Linked DNA regions of Mus musculus: region 2 is linked to region 1. The links are chromatin contacts, called in public HiChIP or PLAC-seq maps. All regions are on one chromosome and are shown on one strand. The core of a region is the stretch at or near the end of the contact, and the rest is flanking DNA. Distances in the headings are between cores, read along the strand shown. Region 1 has its middle 110 kb from the start of Gm31494. Region 2 overlaps Cd47 (CD47 antigen (Rh-related antigen, integrin-associated signal transducer)).

What was found. HiChIP or PLAC-seq counts read pairs in DNA pulled down with a chosen protein or histone mark.
Region 2: a contact with region 1 is called in an H3K27ac HiChIP or PLAC-seq map of hepatocytes, with 5 times the contacts expected there. The contact joins two enhancer-like sites. A contact is called at or near these places in 1 of 15 datasets of contacts at CTCF or cohesin (CD8 T cells), 4 of 484 Hi-C or Micro-C datasets (B cells, Th2 cells, embryonic stem cells and 1 more) and 3 of 115 datasets of contacts at active chromatin or transcription factors (cardiomyocytes, heart atrium and hepatocytes).

What each region holds. Positions count from the first base shown.
Region 1 is chr16:49,530,469-49,536,320 of GRCm38.p6, reverse strand. No RefSeq gene overlaps it. Among named protein-coding and RNA genes, the nearest start is that of Gm31494, 110 kb to the left of the region's middle. Within about 2 kb of position 2,735, at least 40 of the 459 cell types and tissues checked have an H3K27ac peak or open chromatin away from gene starts, as enhancers often do. A contact at or near this core is called in CD8 T cells, Th2 cells, hepatocytes and 1 more, where this site is marked.
Region 2 is chr16:49,884,051-49,889,902 of GRCm38.p6, reverse strand. It overlaps Cd47 (CD47 antigen (Rh-related antigen, integrin-associated signal transducer)), which reads right to left. Exons shown (of 9, transcript NM_001368415.1): 3 at 5,649-5,738. Among named protein-coding and RNA genes, the nearest start is that of Cd47, 31 kb to the right of the region's middle. Within about 2 kb of position 2,437, at least 79 of the 459 cell types and tissues checked have an H3K27ac peak or open chromatin away from gene starts, as enhancers often do. A contact at or near this core is called in CD8 T cells, Th2 cells, hepatocytes and 1 more, where this site is marked.

The DNA of each region.
Region 1 (5,852 bases), core at 1,486-3,985:
AAAAATAACCAGAACCCTAACCTAACCCACATTGCACAAGGTTAAGTTACAAAGAGGTTTATAAAATTATATAACTCAAAGATTCTGTATGCACATGATTAAGTTGATGATAATTAATGCTAATTAAAAATTCTAAGTGTCAGGCTTTTGATGGGTACTCATTTCATGAGTCAGTCTGCCCAGATGTTGGGAGGAGCTGCAAAAGGATACAGTGGCCCCTCAGATACTCCGAGGTTTACTAGTGGAGACATAACAGAGACAGTCCAAAATGCCCCAGGGAAGTAATCCCAGGCAAAAGAACAAGCCAGAGTGATAGCCTAAACCATGGGAAATAATATATTGTACCAGGCTAATAAAGTACCTGCTACTTCAGAGAAATCTCAGGCAGAGGTTTCTAAAGGGCAATGCTTGCCAGAGCTGTGGGAAACCAAGACACTGGGAAAAAAACTGCACTCAACAGACTTCTAAGAAAATATGGCTTTCTCTACTCTGCAAAAGAGGGTGTTGTCCCGTCTGCATGGAGGACAGTACTTCAGACACAATGATGGATATATTTAAGGTCTGAAGTGGTCCCAGGTTTCCTTCTGAAAGCTGGACTCCAGTGCCAATAACCATTGAGGTGCCTTGGATAACTTTTGATGTCACAGGACAATTGTTAACGGGGTGCCACTCAATGCTTTACTTGATAAGCTAGGATCCCTTACTAAAACACTGTTAGAAATGCCCCAAGGCTGAAGAAGTTCTTGTTGCCAGTTTCACCTTGCACTGTGCAAACCCTAAGAACAAGGCCTAGCAGTGGGAGTCGTCACCTAAATGTTAGGGGCTGTTTCTAACACTGATAGCTAGCTTTTCTCTCTACTCTCTAATATGCAAGTAATTAGGATTTACAAGCTATAACAGCTATATTGTATAACCTGCAGAGGAAACAACAAAAATGGCTTTGCTAATTATCCCCAAATAAAGAATAAATACATCTTATACAGGAATTGGAGAAAATGGGCACAGTAATATATAAGGTGACTGAAAATGCCCGATGGACTCAGGGGAACATAAAATTCTATTGCCTAAACAACAACAACAACAAAAAAACCCAATTATTAAGAGACCGCACGACTCATTCAGACACCAACTATCTTACCTACTTGTGGCTTTTGTAAAAATAAATAAATAAATAGGACTATAGAGTCTACAACTCAAACAAACAAACAAAAACAAAAAGAAAAAGCCTGTCTGCTCTATCTGGATAATTTACTCTTGAGGCAAAATTAATCCACTACTTTTCTTCAAGGTAGTATAAAGGACAGACAAACACCTTCTGGGAAAGAAAACTGAAAGTTCAGTTTTACTCAAATGGCTCCCTGTCAAGGACAGTAACCTCTTCTGCTGTTTCCTGGATACATTCTCAGAATGGATAGGGGCCTCAGCTTCCAAGTAGGTAGAGGCCTCCCCCACCCAGAGTGAAAGCACCCATCTGCTTAGTTTCTAGAATAGAATCTGCCCTTAGGAGTCCCCACGGCTTTCAGAACACCTTGAAGACAGAGCCGCTCACACCTGTTTTAACAGGTAACCTTGCCTGTCCTCAGTTAACGGACTGTCTCTGTTAGGCTGGCCAGAGGACATGTCCATGGGGACATTTTTCTAAATGTTCATTTTCCTAGGAGGTTGAGCCCACCTTAGGCATTGCTATTCAGGTGGGCAGGTGGGCAGGTGGGCCTGAGCTCTGTAAGAATGGTAGCTGAGGGCCAAGGGAAGCAAACCAGTCAACAAGAGTTCCTGAGTGGTCTCTGCTTCAGTTCTTGCTTCCAAGTCCCGCCTTTGGTTTCCTGGACTCCCTGTCCCCATAGTTCAAAACCCTGATTTGGTCTCCTGAGCTTGAAGTAGCTCTGACCTTCAAGAGGCTCAGCTTTGACCTGTCTGAGCCAACTGTGGCTCTTATTGTTCTGCTACCTCAAAACTGGCTCAGCAACAGGACCTTGGAAAAGTCTAGTTAATGAAGTAGGAGGAGTAGAACTCCTGCGGGACTCTAGGAGGGAATGGTGTTTTGTTTTTTGACAATGCGAAGCCCCTGAATTAATCTCAGAGCCTTCGGAGTGAATGGGGTTGTGTATGGAGACAGAACCCCTGAGAATGACAGAAGATCAGATCTGCAGTTGAGATTCGGCCTTACACAGTTGTGGGTGCCAGGCCTCTGTTGGCTCTAGGTCAGCTAAGCCATGGCCAGGAAATAAACCTGGACATGGGGCGAGAATGAGGGCTGTCTATAAAGAGCAAGACGGACCCCATGTCTTTTTATTAATGACCTTCAGAGCAAAGCTGGGACTGTTCCACAGTGGTTGCTGGACTGGGTGCATTAGAGTTGCAGACTCGCCTGTCTGGGACTCTGTATAGCTGAAGGAAACTGGGAGGTTGGGGTGAAGCCATCAATCTTGACAGTAGTCACTGATCTTTGCCAGCTCAAGTTTTTGGCCCCTGGGTATTCTGTATGAGGGATCACAGTGCCATTTACTGACCTTATGAGTAAGAAATGAACATCTGCTCCTTCACATTTGCCAGCCTAATCAGTTGTGAATTTTTCTGGTGGCCAGCTCCCACGTAGAACCCTGCAGGGAGGAATTCTGGGACAGCTCTCCTGCTTAGTTACACTGTAGCAATACAAAGCCTCCGTGTAGCCTGCCACTGTCTTAGGTGAAACTGTTTACCTTAGCAGTTAAAAGTCCACAGGAGGCTCTCCATGTGCGTCAGTTAGGAAGGTCTTAATTGCACATTTGACATGCCTAACTGGGGCAAGGTCTGCATCACAGTGCTTAGCCACCAGAGCTAAAAATAGAGCATTGAATGAAAGCGCTAGTTAAGCAAAGTCAGCTACCTTCATAACCACTTGCCAACCTGCCCTCCGCCCTGTGGCACACAATTAGCCTAAAGAAATCTTCTACTAATCTTATATATTAAGAAGCAACAGGGATTAAAAGAAAAAGTACTCTTTTAGCATCCGCATTCAAGATGTTCTTGTATCTGTTTAGTCTTTGGTGCTCAATGTTAGAATGTAGTTTTCTTTCATTTGAGGATCAAAAGGCTCCAGCCACTCTGAAAGCAATGGATGGCATTCCATGTAATTTTTACATTTCTTTAATCACCTTGTTTAAAGTGCCTTCTACACTACATAAACATGTCTTTCTCAAGTGCCTCTTTCAAACGCAATTTAAGTTTGATTAATAGATCAGCATCCTCCTTTTATTTCTCTGATCAATGTTTATAAAAAGGAACTCCTCTTTTTTTTTTTTTTCTGGAACCTGGAAAGCAGAGTGTATGCCAGTGCGTTCTCTGACATTCCAGTGACTGTGAGCGGAGGAGCTCGCCCAGACCGGTCTGAGCCCTTTCCAGAGGTTTTTAAAGATCTCCATGAGCTTCTTGGGGAGGCAGGGAATTGAGGAGATTATCTGCTAGCAGACAGCAGGCCCTGGTGACTGCCCCAGGGACATGCTCTGTCACTCTCCATTTCTGCATCCCCTCCACCATTGGAAGAGATTCCGCAAGCACAGTTCCTTCAGGAAACGTTCCCTGTATTTACGGCAGTTGAAGGATTTTAGGCTCTTCTTCTGTGAATGGGGGGCAATCAGTCATCACACTGCCCAGCAAGGTATCCCTGTTCATCTCTTGCCGAAGCAATTTCTGCCTCACTTGTTTTATTCGTTCTTGGACACAGCTGTGACAAAGTGAAATGTGGGTGGGGTTTGAAGGCCCCGTGACCTCCCACAGCTGAGGACCATTGGAGTACTGCCCCTCCCTAAGCAAATCCTTTCTATGGCCTTGCTGGACAGGCTCTGCACAGTCCACCCCGAATCAGTGGGGTGATACTTCTCCAGCTGAGCCACCAGTCAAGCCACTCCCCTAGAGCCCTCCAACTGGGCCTTATGATTGAGACAGCTGTCCAGGTAGCAGTGGGATCTCTATGGAGCAACCAATGACTCAGCCTTCTCAGACTTAGATCTCAGTGTCTTCCACGTAGCCAAGTTTTAGCCTCCTTCGAAAAGGTCGATATTTATGATTGGCAATCCTATCAGTGTACCTTGTAGGAGTATTAGTAATTCATTTATCATAAACAAACAATCTAGGTACACACCAACCTTTGAAAATGAAAGGAGACTGTCATCTGCCCAGGGGACTGTCCTAGCTGCTTTACAGCCATTTAATGAAGGGTAGCTAATATCTCATTTTGCTAATCTCTTTTAACTTGTTTTCCTAAAGCTCAATCGCATTTACGAACGATGCTCCAGGGGAGGACCTCAGTAAAGAAGCTGAGGCCCTACTCCCCCTGCCTCATCCCCTATCCAACATTCAGTTCAGAGTTCTGTGTCCTTCCTTCACTTTGACCAGAAAATGAGGGCACTCCCTTCTGCTACTGCATTGGAACAGCCAGTTAATGAAGCACGGAACTGTAGCAAGATCCATTGTCTGTGCTTGGGGGAGTATTTGGGATAAAAAGAAGAGACCTATAACCCAGTCCTTGTCCTCCTTGCTGTGTGTCATTACCTCCATGTTAAGCATCTTCCCTTGTAGGTCTACATAGATACAGGACAACGCTATGTTCTAGGGTACCATGGAAAGTATTCATTTGGGATTCCCAGCCCATTCACTTGAGCTTTCCAAATCATCTTTGCTGCATGGATTTGTGAACAGGAGTCTATCTACACACATAAGGGTCCAAACTTGGGTCTAGTTAACCCTGAATCAAGCAATTACAAAATAAATAAATAAATAAATAAATAAATAATGCGTTCTTCTCAAATTACCCCTTCATCACTAACAGGGAAGGTTTTTTTGTTGTTGTTTTTGTTTTGTTTTATTTTTTTAAACAACCTAGATTCATCTCTTGTAATTCTTTTTAAAAAGAAAGAGAAGAAAAAAATCTGCTACATTGGTCCATAGGATGTTTGAGCCCTAGGCCAACACATTTCAAAAGTTAGAGCTCCTGAATATCTATCTCATTTTTCTAACCTTTTTTTTTTTTTTTTTTTTTTGCTTTAGCTTTGGGTTTATTGACTTGAGATTCTGCCATCTCTGCCCTTTCCTTGACTTCATTCAGCTCATGTTACTGCACCTAATGCTTGTAAAGGTATTGATTGACTTGTGTGTCTTATAAATACAAAAATAATACTGAAATAAAAACCCCACAATCATTATATAGATTTTTTTGTTGTTGCCTCTGACATGAACTAGTTGAAAGTATGAAAGGAATAATCAAGACTTTTGAGTACTGAGTGGGAAATCAAGTTTGGTTATGCTCCCAACATTTGTGACAGACACACAAGATCCATTTTGACAGCTGTTAATCCCTGGAATCTCAGAACGTGGTTGATAGTTTCCACCAACTGTAAGTCATAGTACGGTGTGTACAGGTTTGCCATGTTGTGGGACAGCCACCGCTGCTTGCTTCACCATTAGTTCAATGTCTCATTCTTCTCCTGGGCAGGGGGCACGGACTTAAAAAGTGATATGAATCAATAGGTATTCATTAGATTCAGTGACGTTTTAGCCCAAGTTATTTAATCAATTCAAAACCTCTTAGTAGATAATATTATCAGACATAAACACGCATATACCTGTGCACAGTGACTATTAGTGATAGTCAATGAACCTATGAGGCTGTGGGTTAGCAACCCAAGACGAGCATTTATATTTCAGTGCTGGTAGTTTTGTCAATAGAGGTATTCTAGTTAATCTGGAAAAAGCTATGTGAACTGTATATTTATTTAAGATTTGATTACAAGGATGCCCCAGTGTGACAATTATATCCAAAATGTGCCAACCTTCCTTTTGCTCAGCTAATGTCTTGTAGAGGACATGTTTGGTTG
Region 2 (5,852 bases), core at 1,188-3,687, 350 kb before region 1:
ATAGTCCCTAGCCACATGACTATTGAGAAGAGACAGAAGGTATACTATCGAGATAAAATTTATATCAGATTAAGAGTAAATCATAAAGGGAGACAAACCATCGATTTAATTATTATACTGTTCCTTTCAGATAACTCTGGCAAGGTAATTTAGAATCCTTAGGCATCCGTTGGGAAGAAACCAATATTATTTTCAATATAATTTGATAAAGTACATATGATAACTTTTAAAATCAAAGTACAATTTCATTATTTAAACACACACACAAAGATGAAGGCCTTGTGGAACTGGTGCTGGAGAAAAATGGACTGCCATGCATAAAGTGTTTATTTGCTGGAAGTGAGTAAGATAACTGTAATAAATTCCACATCCTAGCCAACTTCTCTGATGAAATAAGTTTATCAGGCTGAACACTACAAAAGATCATATTCCTTGTCCACAGGCCTAGAAAAAAAAACAGCCTTTTTTTTTTTTTATGGCAAATATATGAGCACAACAGAAGGGAATGTCCAGCAGACATCTCCCAAAGACAAATTATTCTGGTCTAATGAAAGTTTTCAGAATTTCAGAGGATATTCATGAGTAGTGCTGTCAGATTTTGAAAGTGTAAAGGAATTGGTGACTCTATTTATGTAAGAGTAGAATGCTGTGCTACAGTTTGGCCCAATTCTTCCTACAATGAAGTCAGTGAGTAACGACATGGCTTAGTGATCGTATGAGCACTCCAGGGAAGAGCCAAGCTTAACACTGTTGAATAAAATTCACATTAAACTTAGCATAAATTCACATTACCATTAGGGGTCACCAACCAGGTCACAGACTGACTTTCTGTAATAATATTTGTCAGAATACTTTTGTTCTCTGGTTTGGATAGAAATCGCCACTGCAATGTAGTGTTTGCCCTCATTTCTCCCGAATTATTTTTCCTGTTCAGTAAGAAAAACCCCTAAAAACATCACTTGGTTTACAAGTGCTTTCAAAGAAAGGTCTTGTTACTTTCAATAATCTAGGCTTTGAGGACTTACATGAGTCCTCAAGGCTCTTATGATGGAAAATTGATTTTCTCAAATTTCCCAACAATGATCATAGTGACATTTTCCCAAATAGCACCAAGAGATAACCAAATTCCTCGTGGGGCAATTTTGAGTGGGCACAAGAAGAAAAAGTAAATGAATGGTGTCTAGAATACACAGAAGTAAATCCCAGTAGCTCTCATGTTACACTCTTCTGGCATGCATGGGTCCCATGGTTAACTTGTGTAACTCTAGTCCTTCAAATACAGTTTGAAGTTTCATTACCAAAGTGCAACCAGAGAGTAGTCATGAAGTATGCTCCATGAGACGTCTTTAATACACAACTCACAATATGAAATAAATAGAAGAAGTGTCATCATGTCACAACTACTGAAGACCAGCCACTGCATGGTTATGCTAAGTTTGGGCAGACAGCCAAGCGCCTGGTTATGATATCTCCCCTCGTCTCCCAGTGATCAGCCCACAGGCACTCAATGTATCATCAAAAAAGGAAACTGGGCAAGAGGGGTGAACGAGCCAGGAAATGACAAGTGTGAGCACTGCGTGTGACATTGCAATAGACCATAAGCAGAGTTACAGGAGAGCTGCTATGGGGATGCTGACACTGCCACCACGGAGCACCACTCCAGATGCAGCCTGGGCAGCTCGAGGATGGTGAACTCACTAACACGAGTGAAGTTAAGGATCATGTGACAATGGGAATGTCCCTGAGGATGTGACTCTGGAAAACAAATGGCAAAACAAACAAAAAAACAAACAATAGCAAACTCCAACAACAAAAACATCAAATAAAAAAAACCACATCACAGAATTCTGAACCCTGAAACAGAGTATAAAGCTGCCAGCTGCAGGCTAATAGGAACTAAGAAGGGAGCCTGACAGTTTACCAGGGGATGTCTGCTCTGTTTCCAAAGCCACAGAGCAAGACAAAAAGCATCAAGCTATATTTAACATGACATTTAAAATACTGACGTTTTAGCAGTCTGATCTGCCATGTAATACTTTCAACATTAGTATTATTTTTGTTTTCTAATACAGCTATAGTAGGGAAGTTTTAATATTTTCAAAGGTTTGGGTTTTTTGTTTGTTTGGTTTGTTTGGTTTTTGGTTTTTGGGGTTTTTTTGTTTGTTTGTTTTTTTGTTTTTTTTTTCTGTATTTTTAATTTTTGTACAGGCTCTTACTATGTCGCTCTGGTGTTTGTTCTGTAATGCTAAGATCACAGGACCATACCACCAATGCGGCTTTTTTTGATAACATGTTTTGAAGGCCACTGTATGATGGTAATTTTCCTATCTATTATCAAGACTGTTTGCAGAGCTCGGCTTTCACAGTCAGGTTCATGGCCATGCTGCTGAGTGCATACTAAAGATCATCTATCAATATAGGACAAGGGTTAAAAGAAAAGAAAACAAAGAATGGACAGCCAGTGTTTTATGTAGAGCTGGGCCTTAAGCCTGAAAGAGCTACAGTACAATGCAGTACTTGAAAGCACCTATCAGCTATCAAAATGTAGGAAAGAACTTATATTGTCACAGTATAGATGAAGAACCCCCCAAATCAGCCAGGAGCCAATAGCATGACTAACTCTTGAGTTGATCCAAGATAATTGGTCTATCTTCAGGTTTCTATTGCTGTGATAAACACCATGGCCAAAAGCAGCTTACAGAGCAAAGGGTTTATTTCAGCTTAGAGCTCTCAGGTCAGACTCCATCACTGAGGAAAGGCTACAAGTGTCCTGAGCCGTGCTTCAAGACACAGCTTTCTGTAAACCAACTGTCCTCAAAGGTGTAGGCTTCTTCTTGCAGCATGGTCACAGATTCACATGCACAGCCAGAGAGATCACCGAGAGAAATGTCCTGTGGTCCAGTACAGACCAGAATGAACGGCAAAAATGAACTAGAAATCCAGAAAGGAAAAGTCTTCGTTCTTTGTTAACATAATTGACTGCCATGTGGTGGCCTCAAAGTCAATAGGCTGGGCACAAAGTCAATGGGCATGGGCACATCCACACCTCAAGCCTTCCGCTCAGTGCCCAGCAGTCCCTGTTGGTACGGGTAGAATAAATCATCACTCGAGACCAACATTCTGCTCTATTATTAACAGTTTCATAGGCTCAAAGTGGTGAACTAGATACCCATCCATCCTTCCCGCAGACATTCAAGACAAGCAGACAATCTACTGGTTAACAGCACTGTCTAAATCGGGGATTACCAGGAAACAGTTGGGTAGCTGTGGACAAACTTCTTGTCTCTTTCTACAAAATTGGAACAATAGCCACAGCACTGGCAGAGGCCCTGTGGGAAATAAATGGTTTCAGTGGAGAGAACTTGGCACCGTGAGTGACTGCTCCTCAGAGCAAGAGCTCCTCAAATATTCAGCTGCTATTATAACTACTTAACTTTTAATGTGAGGCCAGGCCAGGTGAGTCAAGCCCAGAGGCTTGTCTTCTACACACCTCTCTCTCTTCTCTCTCTCTCTCTCTCTCTCTCTCTCTCTCTCTCTCTCTCTCTCTCTCTCCTTCCCTCCCTCCCTCAGGCTCTTCCCATGTTTAACATGAACCAATATCAAACATTTCCCATAAATATTTCTTTAGGTTCATATACATACTCTTTAAAATGCAACTGGTTTAATAAAAATACTAAAATGAGTATCCAATATAACTATAATACAACACAAAGAAATTTTTTACCCACATATCAAATTAGCAGAAGGTTTTTTAGAAGTATAACAGTGCCAGGCCCTTGAGATAAATGACGGACAGCGGGACTCGTCAGAGGTAGCTGGAATTGACAGGGTGGATCTGGAATACATGTTGGCAGAGTTTATCTGCAGGCTTAAAATATCCCTGCTGTCCAAAATCTCATACACTTTTATCAGTTTCACGGTATCAAAATTTGGAAACTTCCTTAATACCCATTAAGATGAAAGTTCAATAAAACATTACACAGCCATGGCAGGAGAGTACAAGGAGCCATGACAACCAACACGCTGAAGACACCAGGACACGGGGATGTACAAATGCATAAGCTGCATGAGCCAATTTACCGTTTCCTTTTACAGAAGAAAAACACCAAACAAAGAAACAAAGACAGAAATGGAAGATGGAAGGGAAAAAAAATCCTTACTTCTAGATATGTGGCCAACAGATGATCTGATAACTTCTTACATAATGAATTCCATAGTCAGAAAAATAATCATTAGCCTTATTCTTTATAAATATGGATGATCATAAAGAGATTCATTTCTGATCCACTCCACTGAGGATGGTGTTGCTAATGATAATGTCATAAGCAGAAAACTTCTGTCAACCCAAATTCAACAGCGCTGCTCTGAAATCACTGTATGATGTGTCCTTCAAAGGCTGTTTCCTGCCTGAATCTCAAGAGAACCCTGAAAATCTGGGTCTGCTAACGTGGCTGAAAGCTTTCCTAACACAGGGAAGAAGGAGCAGGGCCCGAGGCCATATCATCCCTTCCCTTAAAATAAGAGGCTTACTGAAATTCTAAGATGACTTCCAACAGTGTCTGCAGTTTTGGAGGTGAGGGCTATAGTGTCTTGACAGTTGCCACCGCCAGGCCCTGTTCCCCTCTTTTTCCATTTAGACATAACCTGGGGATATTTCTAAAACCACCAAGCATTTCCCTATACACTGTGCAAAACTCTTCAAATAAACTGCCAGTCACCTCACATCTGTTTTTATGTCTCACTGAGGACACACAGGCTCACCAGCAGGCACCCTCTGCAGTAATTCACTAGCATTCACCTCTCCAGAGGCCATGGAGCAAATTTAATTAGCACCATTTTCTCCTTACTTGAATTGGTGTTTACCGGTCCTCAATGGCTACACTAGGGGGCTTACAGGGCAAATAGATCCTACATTTTTTAAAGCTTGAAGGTTTAGCGTGTCACCTCAGAACTTCACCAATGTAGTCGATTTCTCTTACTTCATTGTATGGAGATACCGAGGAGATGGGCATGGTCCTGGAGGAATGGCCATAGGCTGGTATGTGGATCCTGTTGAGTATAAGCCTGAACTGGAGTGCATGCAACTGGCTACCCTGTGGTGACAATGCTGTACTACTGATGGCAAATCAGACACAGCATCAGGTATGGCCTTCAGAGATTTGTTTATGTGGCTGTTAAAGCAAGACCACAGAGCACAGCTCCTTCAATCAGGGGCTGCGGAGCTGTACAACAGGCACAGACAGGGCTCTGTCTACAGACAAGCTCCAACTGGGGAACCGAGGCACAGTATCCTGGGTCCCTAGAGGACAGGGGCCCTTTTACTACAGGCTAGTTAGATAGACAGAGCTAGTTAGATAGAGCACTGATAATACCCTAGAACAGTGGTTCTCAACCTTCCTAAGTCTCAAACTTTTAATACAATTCCTCATGTTGTGGTGTCCCGACATAAAAAATGTTTCATTGATACTTGATAAGTACAGTGATGGTTGAGAATCGTAATGTAAATATCTGATATGTAGGATGTTTGATATACAGCCTCTAAAAGGGTCATGGGCTATATAGGTTGAGAACCATTGCCCTAGGAATACACACAGTATATCACAGTATCACTAATGCATACGTGGAAAAAAATGCATTGAAATACTTACTTAAAATACCAAACTTTCCCCAGAACAGGAGTATAGCCAAAATTGGGAAAATAACAATGAGGATCTTTTCATTTGGAGAAAACCACGAAACTGTAGGGAAAGAAAACAAAAATCATAATTAGTGTTTACTGTATAGTGTTTACTCACTGCTAATGGTCTCAAGTATAACCTTATTACTCTAGTAGACAATAGAATTAACTACAG